2 separate regions of the Anas platyrhynchos genome follow, and region 1 is linked to region 2. The links are chromatin contacts, called in public Hi-C maps. All regions are on one chromosome and are shown on one strand. Each heading gives the region's core, a stretch centred on a gene start, on an enhancer-like site or on the middle of the called end of the contact. The rest is flanking DNA. Distances are from core to core; before and after follow the strand shown. Region 1 overlaps LDLRAD3 (low density lipoprotein receptor class A domain containing 3). Region 2 holds the start of FJX1 (four-jointed box kinase 1).

The links. A called contact is a pair of places that touch in the nucleus more often than the background predicts.
Region 1: a contact with region 2 is called in a Hi-C map of subcutaneous adipose tissue, with 2.5 times the contacts expected there. The contact joins the enhancer-like site here to the promoter of FJX1 in region 2. A contact is called at or near these places in 5 of 8 Hi-C or Micro-C datasets (F1 follicle, F5 follicle, liver and 2 more).

Annotation. Positions count from the first base shown.
Region 1 is chr5:49,590,236-49,596,465 of IASCAAS_PekinDuck_T2T, reverse strand. The region is part of intron 5 of LDLRAD3 (low density lipoprotein receptor class A domain containing 3); the gene reads right to left. Among named protein-coding and RNA genes, the nearest start is that of LDLRAD3, 42 kb to the right of the region's middle. Within about 2 kb of position 1,820, at least 1 of the 8 cell types and tissues checked has an H3K27ac peak or open chromatin away from gene starts, as enhancers often do. A contact at or near this core is called in subcutaneous adipose tissue, where this site is marked.
Region 2 is chr5:49,537,920-49,544,566 of IASCAAS_PekinDuck_T2T, reverse strand. It overlaps FJX1 (four-jointed box kinase 1), which reads right to left and starts at 4,049. Exons shown (of 1, transcript XM_027458710.3): 1 at 1,361-4,049. The coding sequence starts at 3,887. The coding sequence ends at 2,715.

The DNA.
Region 1 (6,230 bases), core at 571-3,070, 54 kb before region 2:
CACAAGTGGACTCGTGTCTGCAGCAGGTGGACGTGGAGCTGAGCTGTAGGGCCACAGGCACATCCACACTCCTCATTAGGGCACGCAGGGAAAAGAAAATGGAAACTAGCAGGAGCAAGCAAAGCCCCAGCAAGGAGAGTCCCAATTAGCACTTGCAGAGACCACCAGCCCGTGTAGTTCGTGCTCTGAGTCTAGGTGCATTTTGTACCCTTGAAATCAATTTCTAGCCCGCAATGACAGCTTCATTTGCTTGGTTTGATGCCTGACTTTAGAGTCATTGAAACACGCTGCTGACACAGCCTGGAGGCTGATGCCCCCGCATTAAGCCACAACACAGGCACCAACCCCCAGCCTGCTGCAGAAAGTCCTGTCAGCGACAGCCGGGTCTGGTGCTCTGGGACTTTTGGTCCTCTGACTGCTGCGGTGGCTACAGAGAGCTGGAGAGCATCACCCCAAGCACTGGTGGAAGGCAGGCAGCTCTGCCTCTACTGGGTCTTTCCCTGGATGATTTGCAATCACGTTAGCACAGCTGAGATGCTGCTGACCAGCTCACCTTTCTCAGCAAACCACGGAGCTCAGCTCAAACCCAAGGGATGTCCCCGTCCACTGCGCGTGAGCACACGGGGCTGTGCCACACGAAGCTTGGGCTGAATGTGTACGTACACACTGGGATCTCTGCAGCGTGCTACTGCTGCAGAAACGTGCCTATTGTACTCAATACTACTGTGTAGCCATTAAATGCATGCATAGAAATGGTGCTAATTACTTTTCCATTCAGCAGTTATAGTCTCTGCTGCTGTAGAAAGTGCACTCAGTACAAAGCAATTCATGTTTAGAAAACAGAGCCGCTTCCAGGAACCTACTGCATTTTAATTACCATCTGTAGAGATGTGGAATCCCCATTTCATAACAATGCTACCATCTCAGTTGCCTTTCCTACTCCTTTAACAGAAGTTTTTATTGCTGGCCATGTCCTTCAATGGTTGTGCCCGTGCCCAGGTACACAGGGGTCGGGTGCTGGTAATGGGAAGCTGGAGGCCCCGTCCTGAGCCGTGGTGCTGAGCAGCCACACTGGGAAGAGCCTCTTGGGGGGCAACATCTTCAAGGCAGCTGGGGTAGAAATTCACCCCATCTCTTTAGCTGCAAGCCTTACTTCAGCCAGTTTATGTGTACTTCTAATTGACAGCCTGCCCTGAAGCAGAAGCAACAGACAGTACTGAGAGCCGCAGGGCCGGCCAGCCACACACTTCCACAGCTCACACACGAGTTTCACGTTTGAGAGTACACCTAATAAATCTACCCAACTGCTTTGTGCTAAATCTCATCCGGGACTAATCTTTTCGCTTCTGTCAGACACGCTGCCCTTTCTCAGATGGATGTGTGCGTAGCTTCAAGGAAGGAGTTTCAGTAAATTTTTCCAATAGCTCCAATTTTCGCTTTCTGTGTGGCAAAGAGATCACCCCTCTGCCTCTCTCCCACCCGTTCAGAAGAAATCCTTTGACTGGAGACATGAGGGTTAACAGAAACCTGCCCCGTGTGCTGGCTCAGCTTTATGTCCGCGTACGGCTGCTGAACGCAGTTAATTTCCTAGCTCTGGTTTGCACCGCGATGGCTGGCACAGTACGACTCCCCGCCAGAAAACAGCAAAAAGAAGAGGTGAAATATTCATAGAGGAGAATGCATTATGTATCTCGCAGAGAAAGCAGGCAGCCCCGACAGCCTGTAGGAAAGAAAGAAGCGTGAGGTTTCCCTTTGTGTGAGCTAACCAGGGCTGTTTTCAGCTCGGTCCTGTTGGAGGCAGCAGCCACACAGCTGTCTGAGGCAGAGGCGGCAGCTCCAGCCCTGCGCTCACAGGTCAGGGACTCGGAGCCATCCCGCACCTCGCTCACAAGTGGGAAAGTGGCTGGAGGGACAGCACATGTGCCTCTCATCAGGCTGTCACTGGGAAAGGTATCTTCAGGGACAAGGCGATGATAAAATCACTCTCTGCAGCTCCCAGAAGTGGTGTTTCTATCAGCCTCTTCCTTTGCCAGAGGTTTCACACTTGCTTAGGAAAATTCAGATCGTGACACCTTTCCTGGTCACATATGAGGCACAATTTACCACAGAAACCAGCTCCGTTTCCTTTGGATTCCTTCCTAACTCAGTGTCCGCTCAGCATCGGAAGGAAACCAACGCACAGGAGCAGCAGTTTCTCCTCACTCAGCAGATGTCGTGCGGCCCTGGTTTTGCGCCTCAGTTACACATCTCTGTGTGGCTGGGAATGATGTACACACGGGCATGCTCCCTGGAAACAAATGGTCACTGAATAAAGTACATAAAGGCTATTTTTTCATCCATAGGCCTGCTGCAAGCATTCTTAACGGGACTGCTGGTCCAACAGTTGTGCCCAAGGCCCTCAGGGAGGTCAGGGCCCGGCTTTATGGAGGCCCCGCACACAGCAGCCTCCCACGCGGGGACTCAGCCTCCAGCAAACGGCCTGAGGCAGGCCCTTGGAAGGGGAATAATCAGAAGGGACATTTCCAATCCACAGCACCAGGCTCAGAGAACATGCACTTGCCTCCAGAGGTAAGAGCCTGCTCGGCCCCAGCCACAGGGATGGTGAGTGCCGACCAAACCCACCTTCGTTAGCCTAAGCTAGCAGCCTATTTCATCGCATTTTTCCTCTTTTAATCCGGAAAAGTACTATAAAAATATATGGCTCGACATAAAAACAACTCCATTAAAAATCTTCAGCAAAAGAATAAGATAAAATAGGTAAAAAATATATTAAAGCCACTTGGAATAGCAATTGCAGCATTGTAGCCTCTTATTAAGGGGCTGGAAAGAGAAATAAGGGACAGCAGGCACATACCTGTTCTTTACATCACTGTCTGCCCAAGTAAGACCTTGAAATGTCAGATGAATATATTCTGAATTTTCACTTTATAAATACACCTCATTTCTTTTTCTCCCCTGCTCTTCGTCTCCAGATCTCTGAAAAGTATGGGGCCAACCACAATTTTTTCTCACTTTCCATTCACTCTTGAGAATGTAGATTAGAAGCAGGAAGCCAGGGAGACCTCAGGATGATTTTAATTGCCTGCAGTTCCTTTTGGAAAATAGGAGAATAGATATGCAAGATCTCCTATGAAAGGCAGATGGATGACTAAGGCCTGCCTTATTATGGGCTGCCGCAGCACAAGCGTGGCGTGTGGCAGTGCTCGTTTGTGTGTGCACGCGATCTGGCCGTCTCCTCACAAAGACAGACGATGTTAGAGGCTCTTCACAGCCTGACAGCAAGTTCTTGGGATGAGACTGCGATGTGCATGCGGATACCCTGAAATGAATCACGACTGGACAATGAGAAAGGAGGGGAGGAAGAAGGGCAAAATCCCCAAGGATTAAATTCACAGATTCAGCAGTGATGCTTGCACTCCCCAGATAACATACCTCTGACTGGGCCCGGAGGAATTTTCCCTGTGATACAGCCTCTGCCCTCTCCCTCACACCGTGTCTGCTAGAACAAGTTTCTTCTTACAAGCTAGATCCACATCTCACTGGTGGCCTTAGGGATGCCACAAACTCCTTTCAGATGAATCACGGGAAGAAGTCACCGCCAGCAGGCTCTCTCCCAGCAGCAGACAGGAGATACAGAGGTAACTCGCATTGCTCATTTTAAGTTGCCATCGTCTTAGGCCACCAACATGTTGTTCCTTGCCCCAAGATTTGCTGGGATCTACAACGCCCCATTGCTTTAGGCTCTGGTTATCCCCTGTGCTGTTTGTGTTAGACTGACTGCTTGCTCCTGTCAGCGGTGCTCAGCGGTGCTGTCTCAGCTGAGGATACCGCTTCTCCTTCGGATGCTGCTTTGCCAAGCAGATGAGGTCAATTGAATGGTTTTCTCTTGGACTGCCAAGACAAAGTAATTACTCACTGATTTATAATTAAAAACATTTTATAAATTCATGAACGAGCAGTTTCACTGTTCTAAGTGTAAGTAGTTCTATCGGGTCACGTTTTGGTTTTTAAAGAAAGTGCAATACCGCCAAAGATATTTGACAGCTCTGAAAGAGCAACGTGAAGAGTAAATTATATATGGACACTAATGGATTTACAGGAGACATTTAAGCCTCATGAAGCCTTTGCAATTCTTTAATGAGACTCTGGTCTCCTCCCAGTGGAGTCAGTGTTGAGAACTCACACACGTGCTGCTTTATCAGGGCAAGCTGCACACGCAGGGGCTCTGGCAGGGAGGTAGGTGCTTGCTTGCTTTTATTCACCTGTTCAGTCTGACTTCCATAGTTTCAGTACCTTTGTAGCACTGCTGGGTCATCCAGTGTTATGATGAATGATTCCTAAAAAACAGGACCTAGGAACACCAATACCACCTGTGCTGTTTCTATTCTGTCTCAGCTTCTTACAAGAACCAGGATTCTGAAGCCTCTGAAAGCCATCACTCCCCCACTGCAATATGTGGGGGAACACTTGAGCTGTTCTGCATCAGTAGGACAAGGGCAGCTGCCACATTTAGGGATGGCAAACACCTTCTGCACCACTCACCAAATGTTTGTGTAAAGACACCTTTCTTAAACCAAGCCAGCTTCCTGTTTTTAGTTTGTATCACAGGTGTGCGTAAAAAAATCCAAACGTGAGGAGGAAAGACCGAGCTGGCCACGACTCTGTACCAGAGGCATTTCAAGGAGATCCAAGGAGACAAGCAGGACCACGAAGGTCCTGGCATGCCCACAAAGACGCTGCTGCCCCTGCAGAGCTGCCCACCTCACATTTCCCTGCGCTGGGGATGTCAGGCTGGCTGGGATGCACTCCCGCTGCCCGACAGAAGTGACCCGCGAGCTGACAAGCAGACATTTCATCGCCTCGTGAAAGACAGCCCCATGCCGCGCCGCTCCCGTCTGGTGTTCTGCTGGAACAAGAATGCACTCGTCGAAATTTTGAGTTCAGCATTTTGGAAAGCTGCCTCTGCCGACACAGGGCTGGAAGAAAAATGAATTATTGCACAAAGACGGCGTCTTTGTCTATTTCTACAGTATTAAGGGAAAAATGCAGGGACTCAACCAGATGACTGCCTGAAAGTGCATTTTCTACAATATTCAGGGCCCTGATAGATTTCCAGCACACAGACGTGACCAAGCTGTGCTTCTGCATCAAATGTCAGCCTATTTGATTCCTCAAAATGGTGGAAATGACAGTGTACGAGCTGTGCCTGCAGTGTTAGAAATCAGTTTGAGTTAGACAAAGGCAGACTAAGCAAGGCTTTATTGAGGAACTGCGACAGGAAAGAGATTTGTGATCATTATTTCTACACGTTCCTCATTTTTATCTCAAAACTGTTCGTGAATAAATGGGATTTTTTAATATTATTTTTTATACTATGCCTGGAAAATAAATTGTTTGCTAAATCCTAAGTGTTTGGTCTTCTTCCCAGGAACAATCACTTGACTTCTCCAGATCAGAGGAGTACTCAGGCTGCCCTTGGCTCATGCTCAGATACCTCCTTCTTTTATAAAACCGAACACCTACAAACTGTATTACAGCAATTATAATTATACCCGTTAGCAAACGGGGAGCTGTGAAATTTCTTGATGTGATCTAAAAGCTAGACAGACAGGAAACTACCGAAAGAGGGCTAAGGAAGATTAAAACAAAAGCCCACATCCCCCTCTAGCACTCCCAGCCATCCCTCCCCAGAAACACACCACGCACCTCGATGCACTGGCTTGACACAGATGCACTTCTCTACAGCCTCACCGTGGTGACTTACCACGTATTAACAGCTTTCAGGAGGTGCTGAGGCCACCATCACCACGTCTGCTGGAAGCCCAGTCGCTGCAGGGCTGCTCCAAGCCAGGTCAAACCGTGCCCTTGAGCACAAATGCAGAGCGATGCTGCTTTATGCATATTAAACTGAGATCTCCAGGAACACAGGGCAACTGCATTCACTCTTCACTCATCCTAGGATAAAAGACACGAGTCCCCAAACCCAGGGCTCAGAGGCTCCTCCCAAGCCCCGTTTTCTCCTGCCACAGGTAAACACACCCTGTCCAAATTAAGCTCCGTCTCAAACTAGCCACATTTTTGCCTCTGTTTTTTTTTTTTTTTATAGGAACAAAATCGTGCTGCTCCAAACTCTCAAACTGGAGGTCTGCTCCAGAAACTCACTCTTCCTACGGCCAGAAAGTTTATTCCCATTTCTAGCCTAAATACATTCATCACCAGTCCGTGCCCAT
Region 2 (6,647 bases), core at 2,800-5,299:
ACCCCTGCAAAAAAGGCTCAAGGAACGTGCCCTGTGAATGCCAGCCTTGTGGGCAAGCTCCTGAGCAGTGGCCACCCCCAGCCCACACCCCTCCCTGGTGTCCAGCAGCAGCAAATTTGGATGCTGCAGGAAGCCCAGCAGCATGGATCCTCCAGCGAGCTGCAGCGGGGCTGCCAGCAGCGCGTGGCCAGCTCCTGCCCTCAGCACCTCTTACAGCTCACAACTTCCAGGGCTGCAAGTTGTCTCTCTCTAAAGAGAAGCCCTCCTCGCCTGCCCCGCTGCTGGGTGCAGAGGGAGCCACAGGAGATGCTCAGCATTAGAGCGGCACCAGTAAGATTTAAGCTCAGGAGAAGCCCGACGGGCCCCCAGCCCTTTGTTCTGCTCAGAGACAGCCCGGGCTCAGGCAGCGCATCGAGCTGGAGGCACGCGAAGAATGTGCCAGGGCAAGAACTGACAAAGCTCTGCTTGCCCCGAAGAAGTCACGCAGCAGAAAGGTAGTTTCCTTAACGTGACGGTGATTGAAAGCGTTCTCCAGCACAGCAGCAGACGGTCTGCAGCAGAACAAAACGCAGGAGCTCCGCGGCACAGCATCGCGATCCCTGCTTTGCCCTGGCCTCTCTTCCCCACGGGACGCGGCTCCTCTGGCACGGTACCTCCAGCCTCACCGACCCCAAACTACACCACTTTTCAGTGCATACCCCACGTACAGCTCGAATTTACCGATCGACAAATAGAGCCCCGCGTTTCTTCTTGAAGGGTGTAATTATCTAGGGTCTGACTCTAAAGGCGCTGCAAAGGAGATTTATTCCCCATTAGCCATCAAAAGCGGGGTCGTGCCGATACTTGTAGAAATACTCGAGCAGAAACAAAACCTGGGAAGTTTGCAGCACAGCAGTTTGCTCTTCACCGTGGCTTACAATTTGTACCAGCAGTCTATTACTTAAACGCATTTTCATTAGGTGAATGCAACAGAGCTGCTGCTTTTGAGTTACAAAGCAAGGCTGACAAACAGCGCTAAAGAGGAATTAAGAATTACACAGCTAAATTGTGCATTATCATGTAAATGGCAAGGGAGCGTCACATGGGGTTCTGGGCATTGTTCGGAGAGATAAATGCACCAAACTATAAAAACGAGTTCAATAGAGAGCCCTGTCAGTTAAGCACTTGAATGAAGCGAGTCCTGGAGGCTGCTGTAGCATTTTAAGATAAATACACATATGCACAGGTTGCAACATCTAATACAGCTAACTAGCGGGTAAGTTAAAGCTGTTTGTAAAACCCTTGTCCTACTTGAACAAGCAAACCAACCAACCCACAACACGCACACCAAAGGAAAACACGGCAACGGCCAAAGAAACTTGTCTTGGTGTGAAGTTTAATCTAAATAAATGAATATTAACAGCCCGAGGACCCCCACCAGCACAGATGAAGGCGCTGCTCTCGCTGAGGTCCGGGGAGGCTGGTGCTCGCTGCGGGAAGGCAGCAGCCACCGCCTCGCATCCCCGCGGTGCTCTGCTGCCTGGGCACCAGGGGTTACGCTGCTGCTCCGTTACAGAGGGATGGGCACTGGCATCTGGGGCGCAAAGAGGATTAGCTTGTCCTTTGTCCCGATCCCGGCTGTGTTTTGAGCCGAACAATTGCCTCTTCTGTGGATTCCGGCACATAAGGAAAACGCAACAAGAGATGCAGATGCTTTGTTTTGTCCACCCGCTTGTGCCACTTTGCTGTACCTTGAACAAAACTTTTGTAGAAAAAAAAAAAATCCCACACACCTCTTTTAGGAAGACTGAAGAGCTCTCCTGTTCTTCACTTTGGCCTCAGCCCCAGTTGCAAAGATAGACAAAATGGAAACAGAGGGCGGAGAACCAGTGCAAATGCCTCCCAAAAACACCTGGCAGCTCCGGGGAAGCTTTGGGTACCTGCTGTCAGTCCGGTGACACTTGAAGCAAGCCATGGTATGAGGCTGGGACACAGCCTGGGCACCCTAAGGGGCTGCCAGCCCCTAAGCCCACACCACCTACATCAGTTTTCTGAAACCAGCCGGTGCTAGTAAAAGCAGATCTTTTCAGGCTTGGAAAAAAAAACACAACCAGCAACCAAACCCCACGAACAAAAACCACCAGGCATGTCTGTTTAGCTGAAGCTCGGTGCAGGAAGCAGCTGGGAGGCAGCGGGCCGTGTCACTCAGCGGGGCCGGCGGAGGTGCGCGCTTCCCTTTCCAGGCTCGGGCACACAGTTGGGACAAAGGAGGCGAAACATCGGGCACGCTTTACCGAATCATCAGTTTCTTTAGTATGTTACAGAAAGGCTTATGAACATTTATAATGTACATAAAAGGCAGACTTTGTAAAATAAAAAGGTCCCTTTTTTTTTTTTTTTTTTTATAAAAAATTAAAAAGTCAAAGTAAAGTGCATGGGACAGTTTCGTTCTCCGCTTTCACTATCACATCCAAGTCTTGGCACACAGCGATGTGTCTGGAGCCTGGGAGAGCCTCTTCCGTCCCCCACGGTCACGTTACGGGTCAAATCAAAGGATGGCGACGATCACGAACACACACCGGGGATCCGAGCAGTCGAACCAGGAGCGCCCACGACACAGACTAACAGCTACCGGGACGGGGGCTTTCTACACGCTTCCTTCTCGGCGGCCACATCCAGCAACCACCCCGGGGGGGTCCCCAGGGCACCCGGCTTCGGGCACCCGGCTTGGGGGGTCAGAGCGCGGCGGCCTGTGCGCGGCAGTGGGCGATGTGGCGGTGCACGAAGTCGACGCGGGCCTGCAGCAGCTCGGCCTGGCGCTCCGAGAGGAAGCCCAGGTGGGCCCAGAGGGGCTCTCGGGCGCGGTACCGGCGGCGCAGCTCGGCGGCAGCGCTGCGGCGGCGGTGCAGCTCGGCCACCCGCTTGGCCGTGCCCTCGCGGAAGACGCAGACGGAGCGCAGCAGCGGCTCGTGGTAGGGGTCCCAGACGGCGAGCAGGCGGTAGCCGTGCACCAGCCCGGCCTCGTTGTCCATGAAGACCAGCCCGCCGTCGGGCCCGCGCAGCAGGTTGCTGGTGGCGCGCCGCATGACGCGCGGGTCCCACTGCAGGCTGAAGAGGTTGCTGGCCAGCCGGTCGAAGTTGGCCGTCAGGTAGTCGAAGAGGATCAGGTCGCTCCACTGCACCAGCTCCACCAGCTGCGCGGCGGGCAGCCCGCCCAGCTCCGCCGCCGACAGCGCCCGCGGCCGCCGCCCGCCGCCCGCCTCGCTGCCCCAGGGCGCGGGGGCCACCACGGCCGTCAGGTTGTCCACCCAGCGGGTCAGGCTGACCACCGCGCCCTCGGCCCACAGCGAGCCGCGCAGCTCCTCCCGCACCGGCTCCCACTGCCGCCCGCGGGGCTCCACCAGCGCCAGCGCCATGGGCGGCAGGCGCTGCTGCATGCCCAGCACGCCGGCCAGGTGGTAGGACAGCGCCTCGCCCTGGATCTGCTCCGGGCTCACCCCGTAGCGCACGCAGGCCCGGCTCCCGTCCGACAGCCTGGCCAGCCGGTTGGAGCTGCGCCCGCAGCCGCCGCGCTCCAGCGACGACACCCGGGCAGCTCGGGCGGCCGCCGGCCACGCCGCCGCCTCCTCGGCCGCGAAGCCCCGCGGCACCCGCGCCTCCAGCTCCCGGCTCCAGAAGATGCCCCGCCGCACCGGCGCCGCCCGCCCGGCCGCCTCCTGCCGCTCCTCCCGCTCCTGCTCCTGCTCCTGCTGCTCCCGGCCCACGGCCAGCAGCGCCCGGAAAGTTTTCTGCCCGCCGCGCCGGGGCTCGCCCCGCTGCGGGCCGGGCTGCGGGGGGGGCAGCGCGCAGAGCCCCAGCAGCGCGCCCAGCGCCAGCAGCCCCAGCGCCGCGCGGCCGCCCCGCTCCATGCCGCCCGCCGCCGCCTCACGCCGGGCCGGGCCGGCGCTGCCCCATGGCGGCGGGGAGCGGAGCCCGGAGCCGCGAGCCCGGCTCCAGCCCCGGTGCCGGTCCTGGCTCCAGCCCCGGCCCGGCGGCAGCCCCGCGCCCTGTGCGCCCAGCCCCGGCTGCGGGGGGCCCCGCGCCGCCCCCGGCACCGCCCCTAAAAGCGGCGACGCGGAGCTGGGGCCGGGCCGGGCCCCCCCCGACCGCCCCCGTGAGGCGCCAGCGCCCCCCGCAGGGCCCGGGGCCCCGCTGCAGCCGCCGCCGAGCACCGAGAGCAACAGGAGGGGCTCAGCCCTCGGCCTGCTGCTGTCCAGGGGGAAGAGCTGGGGCTGAAAAAGCCTCCAGCACGGATGAAGGGCGGCCAGGGAAGCAGCCTGGTTCTCCCGGGGAAGGGTGGGACTCCTGGAATAAGCCCTGCTGGCAAGCACACGGTGTGAGAGATGCTGTGTGCTCGGTGCCGCTGTACGCTACACGAGCATCCCTCTCCACACAAGCAGCCCTCGTGGTGAGGCGTCCCAGCGGCTGAAGGGCAGGGTTGGCTTATTTCCTTGGGAGGCAGGGCTGGAGAAGGCATCGCAGAGCAGGGAGGTGAGCATTAGGGACCTGGCCCTTCAGGTGCGGGGCAGTTTCTGGAAGTGTTTTACAAATGTGTCTCAGCCCGCAGCAGGGAGCTCTTCTATGGCTTAGGCTCCGCTTCTGGTTTCTCAGAAAAGCTCCCTGGCAGATGGGGCTCCTGAGGTCTTTTCTTGCAATCTGAAGCACCATGTAGGACACGAAGCCGAGCAATTTCCGCATACAGCACAGATCCTATCTCCCCGGTACGCTGCCTCTCCCTGTTCTTAATATCTGTGACTCTGCCTTTAATATCAAGGCAATAAATGAGGAAGTGCTTGAGTTCTTGAGCCCGGCTCTTGTAAGCATTCACAAGACTTGTCAGGTGCCTGCCAATGCTCAGCCAGGCAGGGGATTTGTTTTCAGCCCTGCTAAAGGTGAGCTGCCAAGATGGGAGGTGGTGGGTGATGCCCTCAGCCCCAGGGTGCCCAGGAGCAGGCTCTCGTGACAGAATTGGACCAAAACACTCTGCCAGCAGCACCCCTTGCGCCAGCCCAGCCCCAACAGAGGCAGATGGCTCAGCCGGGAGGATTTTCCACGTGAGCATTCAACATCAGGCTATGGCCTCACTGCTGGTGGCGTGGGGGACACCCTCAGCAGGTCCGGCCCAGCCAAACCGTGCCGTGGTGAGCGGCTGACCACAGCCTGCAGTCCCTTCTGGGGACAGGCGTCTGTATCCATCGCACAAAGCACATTTTTTCCAGGCCAGGAAGTAAAGAGGCTCAAGGAATGCTTTCAAGTGAAATTGCTGAGGCAATTCAGGGAGATGAAAGGTAATCGCCGTGTGAGAGGATAAATAATGCATCGGGTGCATGCCCCTGCTTTCTGATGGGGCATCCTGAGGGGTCAGGTCCCGTCGCCAGCAATTTTCATGCCGTATGCACTGATAGCAAATCTCCTCTCCTCCTGGCTGCCAAAACATATGAGCGGAGAACACTGCTCAGTGCTGCTGCCACATCTAGCCCAGGCACCTGCCCTGATGTAGTGTAACAGAAGAGAGAGGGGAAACCCAGTGTCTTTTTGGAAGAGAAACGCCAACCATGCTGACCACAGACCTCCTGAGCCACCCTGCAGACCCATTAAAAATACGCATCGTTAGATAGATACTGCCTTTAAGGAGAGAATCTGTCATCTCACTGCAAACAGTGCCCCCTTCCCCTCGATGCCCCCTGCAGGCACTGGGTAGCCCCGGGATGGGCCCAGCTGAAGGCTGGGATGGACCAGACTTGCCTGGAGAAACGGGGCCAGCCTAAAGGCAGAGTTGCTATTGCTAGAGGAAGTTAAAAAATGCTCATAAAATGTTAAAAAATGCAAAACTACACCCAGGACACATCTTAAACTTTTCAGCATGTCCTAAAAAGGCGCAGCTTTTGCAGGGCCGGTGAAAGCGCTCTAATTAGCCATGAGGTAACAACCCCAGCTGCACCAGCATAAGGCCAGCGGTGCGGCTCCCTCCAAGCAGCGCAGGGAACAGGGCTGGCTTAAATAGCAAGATGTTTTCCAGGCCCCTGATAACCTCTCTCACCACGCTGCCTGCAGGGGCAGCAGGAGCCCCTCCAAGGACGGAGGAGCCCCTCTGGCTGCCAGGAGCACAGGGGAAGGCACAGAAGAAAGTGATGTATGGATTCCCTGGACCTTCGCTTTAATTCCCCCGGCCTTTCCCCTCCAAGCAGGGACCCTCTGTCCCCATGCGAGGCCGGGAGGTGGGCAGCAGGGAGTGGGGTACCTGTCTCCCCAGGTATGGGCCCATCTCTGGTGCCGGTGCGCTCCTCTCCTCCCTGTGGGGGCCCTTCCTGCCCCTCATTCTCCAGCGTTTTTTGTCCAGTTTCGAGTGACTCGGGTGATGGGATTTCCACCTTGCAGACGTCTCCGCTGGCAGCCCTGCTTGCGGCTGCGATTCCTATTGTAATACTTTTCTACGCATTCCAGCTGTTAAGTTATTGACCGGTGCTCTCAGTCTTTGCTGCAGAAAATAAACAGGGTCTGCCGTGGCCACCCTAGATTGAGACTCACTGCATTTATCAGCTTGGCTCTCATAGCCACAGGGATCTCTGTGTGGTCAGTCCTGCAGTGGAGACATCTCTGTATGGAGCCCTCCTGCTGGGGGGTGAGAG